2 separate regions of the Macaca mulatta genome follow, and region 1 is linked to region 2. A link is a contact called in public Hi-C data. All regions are on one chromosome and are shown on one strand. Each heading gives the region's core, a stretch centred on a gene start, on an enhancer-like site or on the middle of the called end of the contact. The rest is flanking DNA. Distances are from core to core; before and after follow the strand shown. Region 1 holds the start of IPMK (inositol polyphosphate multikinase). Region 2 holds the start of UBE2D1 (ubiquitin conjugating enzyme E2 D1).

Region 1 (4,081 bases), core at 33-2,532, 67 kb before region 2:
TATAAAATGAACAAGAATAGTTGAACATTTTGTGTATCATTCTAGTACCATACCCGTGTGAATTTCCTACCAGGAATCCGAGTTTCTGCACTACTGGAACCACGCCTCCCAGAGAAATCAAGGAGACACCAGAAAAACCTCCTCAAGGGACAGGGAAAAATCACAGACAAGCTTTCTTCCCTTCTCACCTCCCCCCAAAAAAGCCCAGTGTTTTTCTTCCCCTCCAGCTATGCAGCTGCACCCAGCAGAGAAGTACTAGATTAGCATCATCTGCATTTCATTCCTTTTCTTTTGCAATAGCTACTCGCCTATAATAAACAGACCTTGTGCTCAAGGGAGAATTTACTTCCCCGTCCAGTAAAAATGAAGTTCCTTATTTTCACTAACAACGCCGTCTCCAATCAACACCCAACCTCCCCGGGGGGTGGGTGAGACCAGGCACGCCTCTCCCTGCCACCAGTGCTGCAAGCCTGACGACCCACACCCTAGGAATCGTCCCACTTTCCGACCCCTTGTTCTCCAGTGGCGAGGCTTCGGGGGACAGCGGAAGAGGCCGGGGATTTGGCGTGCACACCAGGGGGGCCCGGGAGCGCCAGGCTGCCTCGGCTGGCAGGGGGCTCGCGGAGGCGGAAGGGGAGCGGCGAACCCCGTGCCACCCCCACTTACCCACTTTGTCCTTCCCGTACATGTGCCCGGCCACCTGATGCGAGAGGGGTACACAGCCGTTGAGGAAGCGGAGTCTGCCGCCCGCCGGCTGCGGGGTGCCCTCAGGGGTGGCCTCGATCGCCGGTGGGGTCCGCATTTCTGGGGGACCCGGCGCCTCGACCCGGAGGGGGGATGGTGGCTCTGTTGCCATAACGGAGAGCAGAAGCGGTAGCGGCAGCGAGAGCAGGAAAAAAAAAAATAGGGCAAGGGAGGGGGCGCCGGAGAACCCGGGGGTCGCTCAGGCTCGGGCGCGAGGAGGCCCGGGGGTTCCCGCGGCTGGTGCCCGCTGAGGCCCCGGGAGGGGGCCCATGACGCCGCAGGGACGCGGGCGCTCCTCTGCCCAACTCGGCGGAGCGCGGCTCCCGGCTCCTGCTCCTCTGCCGCCTCAGCCGCCGGCCCCGGCGCTGCCCAGTAGACAGAACCGAGCCGAAGAGCAGCAGCAGCGGCGCCCCGCGCTCCCTGGGGCCCTGACGGCGACGGCGGCCCCACCTCCTGCGCCCCCGCCCCCTCCCACCGTCCTCCAGTCCCCTCAGCTGCCGCGCGCGCGTCAGCGCCGCCTGCACCGCCGCTACTGAGCATGCCCAGAGGCCGTCCGACAGGACACCCCCCTGCCATCAGCGGGGAGGGCGCGCGGCGCTGCCGGGACCTGGCGACGGCGAGCAGGGATGGGGCAAGCGCACTCGTGTTCCTTCTCACCCCCACCTCGCGGGCATTTCGAAGTCTCGCGTGCTGCTGTGGCTTCATTCATTCAACACGCTTCTCAGCGCGTCAGCTCAGAGAAGCCAGGGACTTCCAAGTGTGCGGAGCAGTCCGGCATTAGAATTGGAAGGCACTAGCATTGCCAAGGGTGGCTCTAAAGGCCACCCCTAACTGCACTCAACTCCCTCCAACTCCCACCCCGCACAAAAACAACAGAAGTTAAAGCAGGCAGCTTATTAGAAGATGCCCCTTCAAAATACCCTTCTAGTTAATCTCAGCACCCCCTCCCCGGATTGCTGTGTCTAAACCGCTCTTACCAAAAAATAAAACATATAAAAATAAAATAAAATTGGAACCGACACTAATTTCATACTGTAAAAGAGAAAAATCCTAATTTTTTTAAGTGAACACGTTTTTTAAAGAAAGGAGCAAGTTTTTTCTCTCTCCCACTCGACCTTTAAGACAGTGCAGGTTCCAAGGTCCTGAGTAGATAATTATATCAAAAGCCGGAGAAAGGGATGGACACCGGTAGCTAAGCGAGGTTCTGGAATGGGACTCAGTCATTGATTCCTGTATGTCCGCCACTGGCGTGTTATATAAAAGCTGGACCTGGACTTGAAGGTAAATCGTCACAAGCCTCGAGCAAGAAAAACTGGGGTCAAATCTTAGGTATCTGATTAAAGTAAGTGTCCTATTAACACCTGTCTCTGTCCCCACAAGCCCACACACCTGGAAGAGACGTAAAATCTGGCCTGGATTCCCTAATCCCAGGGCCCTGCCCCTCCGCTTCAGGGCCCCGCCCCTCGGCGTTGCGCAAACTCCGTTGCTACCTAAGTCTTTTCCTCCTCCCCGCTCCCGTGGCTGTCAAAATCCGGAGTCCAGACTTCCTTAAGGCCCAGGGCACAGCTCCACGCATGCTCAGCACCTACCAGGGTCGAGCTCACACACGTGCTTACGACCCGCCGCGGCGCCTGCGCGGTAGCAGCGCGGAGTCGGTGCCCTTAGTACGGCACTGGCACCTTTAGTCTCGCCGGCCGCGCGAACCCGTTTGTGCTCGGTATCCTAGTGCACACGCCTTGCAAGCGACGGCGCCATGAGTCTGACTTCCAGTTCCAGCGTACGAGGTGAAGTGGGGCCTGGGAGCGGGTGAGGCTGGTGAGGCTCACCGGTTGCTGCGCCCGCAGCTCAGCTGGGTTGTTTTACCGCTGCCCTACACGCCCGCCGGTCCTATAACCTTGAGATGCAGAAGGGCAAGTGCTCGGCCCGGCTGCGGGCTCCGGCCGGGATAGGGAAGGGGGGCGAGGTCAGGGATGGATTGATGGTTTGGGGCCATGCGAGACCAGAGTCCACGTTTCCCCCAACTAGCCAAACCCTAACACCAAATGACCGCGCCGCTAGCTTTTCTTGTTCTCTTCTAAGACGCTTTCATATCCTTAAGTCACAGAGCCTGGAAAGAAAGGAAAGGTGGGAGAAAACAACAGCAAACCTGTTTACCCTTCTCCTGTTTCAGTCAGCGTCGGGCCACAACGTCGATTTCCTGCAATCCTGAAGCATTGCATGACTAATCACATCTTAGTTTTGCAGATTTTTTTTTTCCAGGGATGAAACCCAATCCGAGGTCTTCAGTTTTCCCGGTTTTTTGTTATGCCCCTGGCATCTGGCACTCGGTGGCAGTAGTCCAGGATAAAGAATTGAAACCCGCCTTCGTTGAACCTTCAGCTTTCTGAGTCTTCTTTCCCCAATGCTAGTACTTAGCGTTTGGAAACAGTATTTCGCAGAAAGTCCCTTATAATAAAATTAGGAGACTTTATAAGCAGTCATTTAGTGTGGAGTTTCACTTTATAACCATTCTTGGTGATGTTATAGTTGTTAATACAATACTGTGTACCAGACACACGGTATGTGTGATCTTTGTCCCTCTATAAAACACCACTTCGCAAGGTTTTGAGTAAAGGCAAAGAGATTGTCCAGAGGTTAATTAAAAATACGTTCAGTAAATATTGAGCATCTGTAGTGCCAGGTAATGTAAAGTCCCTACTAACTTGAGCCCTATTTTTTTAATAGGTAGTTTCCAAAAATTGGAGAGTTCCACTTCTGTTGACAAAATTTACCTGGCTAAGTAAGGGTGATATTCCATGACATTTCGAAGTTACTAATGATATAGAGATTATTATTTGCAAAAATTATATTAAAGGATACTTATCTTGAGACTTTTTTAATAGAGGCAGCTTGGTGCATTTAAAATAGGGTGTGATTTTTGTTTTTGTTTTTTGGAAAACTGTTCTCTTGGGAGTAAGACTTGTGAAATGAGATGTTCGTGTGACTTGTGCCGCTGATACTTTTAATTTTACAGGAAGACTGCACATGTTTGAGGTGGACCAAAAGATTCCACAGTGTGTGTTTAAAATGTGGGATCTTTTTATGTACATGAACACTAAACGTTATTTAGGTTGCATATTACTGAAATGTGAAACAGGTGAACCCCTAGGACTTACCACTATCTGCAGGCTAGTCTGCAAGATTTCTTTTTTAAACAAGTTTTTTTGTTTTGTTTTGTTTTTCAAGTCTAACCACAGAGGAATTCAAAGGCAACTTTCCCAATCATTTTCCATTGCCTAAGGAATAGGAAATCACTGAAGTAGGTTATTGGCTTCAACTGGAAGTATTCAGCTTTGTT
Region 2 (4,073 bases), core at 964-3,463:
TAGTCCACAGTGTCTATTTATTGCCATCTTTATGTCCCTGAGTGATAGAGTTTGACTGTGTCCCTATCCAAATCTCATCTTGAATTGAATCTCCCATAGTTCCCATTGTTGTGGGAGGGACCTGGTGGGAGATAACAGAATCATGGCAGTGGTTTCCCCCATACTGTTCTTCTGGTAGTGAATAAGTTTCGTGAGATCTGATTTTATTTTTCTTTTTTCTTTCTTTTTACATGGAGTCTCACTCTGTCGCCAGGCTGGAGTGCAGTGGCATAATCTCAGCTCACTACAACCTCTGCCTCTGGGGTTCAAGCAATTCTCCTGCCTCAGCCTCCCAAGTAGCGGGGACTACAGGCACGTGCACCACCACCCTGGCTAATTTTTATAGTTTTAGTAAAGACGGGGTTTCACCATGTTGGCCAGGCTGGTGTCAAACTCCTGACCTCAGGTGATGCCCCTGCTTTGGTCTCCCAAAGTTCTGGGATTATAGGCATGAGCCACTATGTCTAGCCTAGATCTGATGATTTTGTAAGGAGAAACCCTTTTTTGTTTGGTTCTCATTTCTTTCTTTGCCTGCCGCCATCCATGTAAGGTGTGACTTGCTCCTCCTTGCCTTCTGCCACAATTGTGAGGCTTCCCCAGCCACGTGGAACTGTCCAATTAAACCCCTTTCTTTTGTAAATTGCCCAGTCTCGGCTATGTCTTTATCAGCAGCATGAAAACGGACTAATACAATGCATATCTGATGTTTAGCTCCCACTTATAAGTAAGAATATGTGGTATTTCATTTTCTGTTCCTGCATTAATTCACTTAGGATAATGGCCTCCAGCTGTATCTATGTTGCTGCAAAGGATATTATTTCATTCTTTTTTATGGCTGCATAGTATTCCACAGTGTATGCCCCATTTTCTTTATCCAATCCACCATTAATGAGCACCTAGGTTGACTCCATGTCTTTGCTATTGTGAATAGTACTGATGAACATGTGAGAACATATATCTTTTTGGTGGAATAATTTGTTTTCAGTTGCATATATAACCAGTAATGGGATTGCTGGGTCAAATGGTAGTTTTGTTGTAAGTTCTTTGAGAAATCTCCAAACTGTTTTCCACGATGGCTGAACTAATTTACATTCCCACTAACAGCATATAAATGTTACCTTTTCTCCTCAGCGTCACCAACATCTGTTGATGTTTTCACTTTTTTTTTTTTTCCTTTTTGAGACAGAGTCTTACTCTGTCGCCCAGGCTGGAGAGCAGTGACTCCAACTCAGCTCACTGCAACCTCCGCCTCCCGGGATTAAGCGGTTCTCCTGCCTCAGTCTCCTGAGTAGCTGGGATTACAGGCGCCCACCACCATGCCCAGGTAATTTTTGTATTTTTAGTAGAGATGGGATTTCACCATGTTGGCCAGTCTGGTCTCGAACTCCCAACCTCAGGTAATCTGCCCGCCTCAGCCTCCCAAAGCCCTAGGATTACAGGCGTGAGCCACTGTGCCCGGCCAAGAAGCCAAGTTTTAATGGGTACACAAGTGCCCAGGAATTGGAGAGTGGGGAGTGTGCGTTGACTATTAGTCAGAGACTGTCAATGGAAGGGAAGGAGTCAACGATGGGAGTGAGAGCTCTGAACTCGGTGTTCGAAGCGGGTAATTTATGGGAGGGGCATACCTATGAGCAGACGATGCACTCAGACACGGAAGATCTGTGCATTGGACAGAAGAGACACCTTTTTCCTCTGCAGTAAGAACCAAGGAGGTAAGTAAGGGGTCTGATAGATATGAGTTTGTGCATGTGTGCTGGGTGAGTAATTGAGATAATTCATATATTTGAGAAAAGACAGTGAAATATTTAAAGGTAAATATAATAAAACCAGCTGTGGCACCTATTGGATAAGGAATTACTAACTGATGATTTAGAAATTCCTTTATGTGCGTTAGGAGCTCATTTGTTATCCCCATTTTACAGATGCGCAGCCCCAGGTTCAGTAACTTGCTCTAAATGAGACTGTAGAGACTAACTCCAGCACCCGGCAGCTCTCACCTTAAGCTGCCTGGCTAAGGTCAGCAGCAAGTAACCTGGCAGCGTCTGGGGGCCTGCGGCCGAGGACAGGGCTGGAACTACACTTCCCAGTATGCCAGGCGGGGCGGGGCGCGGCGGGGAGGGCGCAGGCTCCTTCCCAGAAGCAAAAGCGGAAACAAAAGAGTCTCGCCGGCCTCCCCGCCCGCACACTCGCGCACACTCGCGCTCGGGCGCAGACGGAGCAGGGACCGGCGCCCGGAGCGAGCCAGGGAGCGGCGAACCGGGGACCCACCGCGCGGAGCCAGCTGAGCTGCCAGCGAGCCCAACTCGCGAAGACTCACGCCCCCGAGCCCCGCAGCCGACCCCTGCCGGCCGGTGTCCCCACCGCGATCCCTGATCCATGGCGCTGAAGCGGATTCAGAAAGTGAGTGCCGGGGCCGGGCCTGGGGCTGCGGGGCAGCAGGGCAGCGGCGCCTGCCCACGCTGACTCGGCCAGTGGTCCCGAGAGATATGCAGGGAAAGCACGGGATGGAAGGGTGGGCCGGGGTGCGGGCAGGGAGCTGGAGGCTCGGGCCCGGCCAGCGGGCACCGGACAGGTTAGGTGGGAGCGGGGGCAGATCCCAGGCGGCCGGGGGAGCTTGAAGGCTGGGGGCCCGTGGCGCGCTCGCGCCGGGGCCGCTCCCGGAGCCCCAGGGTAGAGAGCCTCCTCCGCGTCCAGACCGCCCCGAAATCTGTGCTTCACGGTCACGGCTGGGTTTTGCCCTCCATGAGGCTAGTTTTGACCCCTGTCATGCTGTGTTTTCTCCAGGCTGTTTCTTAAGCCTGTCTCTTTTATGTTCTTGCTTACCCGGGCTCCCCGGGAGGGCACGGAAGGTGGGGTGGGCCTGCAGCCTTTCTCCGCGGAGCTGTCGGGTTGGTTCTTTCTCCTCTGCGGTTGGCTCTTGCTCAGTTGCCCGAATGGGCTGGAAAGCCCATTTGCGGCCAAGAAGCCAAGAGAAGGCTCCTGCCCCTTCTATTTTGGTGCCTCTGCTGCTGCCACTTCAGGTCACATAGCTGTAGCGAAAACATAGTTGCTGATACACAACAAGATGACCTCCTGGCTGTGATTCACGGTGAGTCAAGCCAAACAGGTTTTTTTTGCCCCTCATGGTAAACTTAGATGTAAAGTTCGAGACACAACATAAACTGTCGCAAATAGATTGTTTTGATGCTTTGACACATGGGTATAAAATGAGGAAGAAATATGTATCTTCATCCAACAACTGTTCACCCATCTCAACCCTGTGTGTGGAATTGTCTTTTTTTCACAGTATTTATTGCCACCATTTCAGAAGCGAACATCCTTCAGAATTGATATTCGGGCATTTCTTTCTGTTCATTTTTATTTCTTGTTGGTCTGTGTACTGACCCAAGTTTTAGGTTTTACAGTTACAGTTCACACTGGGAACATTGAGAATGTGTTTGTTAAATAGGGAGTGCTTTTCACTAAGTTAAGCAACAATGGTCAGTGTATTTTGTAGTTGTTTCAGAAGAAATTAATGCCCACATTTTTATCTACTTTTTTGACCAGTAGTCCATTATAGCAATAGTAAATGTTAGAGCAGTGATAGTGACGTACACATTGTATTCTGACTAGCCACTAGTGGCATCTTTAGGTACAGAGGACAGCAACTTTTAGAGCCTGCCAGTTTTTTATTTTCAAATTCTAAATCTGTTGATCACCTGTTATTTTTTGTCCCATTTAAAGGTCGTCTCATTGTAAAACATACAGTTAACAATCAGCATCAGCATTTATTAAGTTATAATGTTTTCTTGTTTGAAGATAGTTCAGTTACACGTTGTTTTATATAAATATCCTAATTTTGAAGCCTCAGTCGGCCTCTTTACCATAACTTGCATACTTATTAATGACGACGTAATATTGGTTCACATTTGGATCAGAAAATGCACATCTTCCAAGGAAGTTTTCAAATTCTATTTCCTTCTTTCCTAGTTGTGAGAATTTTTCACATGATTTTGCACATACAAGAGCTTTTTAAATTATCACTGTGTTTTTTT

What was found. A called contact is a pair of places that touch in the nucleus more often than the background predicts.
Region 1: a Hi-C map of cortical neurons shows a contact between it and region 2, with 3 times the contacts expected there. The contact joins the promoter of IPMK here to the promoter of UBE2D1 in region 2. A contact is called at or near these places in 2 of 14 Hi-C or Micro-C datasets (cortical neurons and fetal cortex germinal zone).

Annotation. Positions count from the first base shown.
Region 1 is chr9:91,594,910-91,598,990 of T2T-MMU8v2.0, reverse strand. It overlaps IPMK (inositol polyphosphate multikinase), which reads right to left and starts at 1,282. Exons shown (of 6, transcript XM_015147592.3): 1 at 667-1,282. The coding sequence starts at 856. It overlaps CISD1 (CDGSH iron sulfur domain 1), which reads left to right and starts at 2,370. Exons shown (of 3, transcript NM_001257590.2): 1 at 2,370-2,528. The coding sequence starts at 2,498.
Region 2 is chr9:91,528,722-91,532,794 of T2T-MMU8v2.0, reverse strand. UBE2D1 (ubiquitin conjugating enzyme E2 D1) reads left to right here and starts at 2,213. Exons shown (of 7, transcript NM_001257863.1): 1 at 2,213-2,439. The coding sequence starts at 2,416.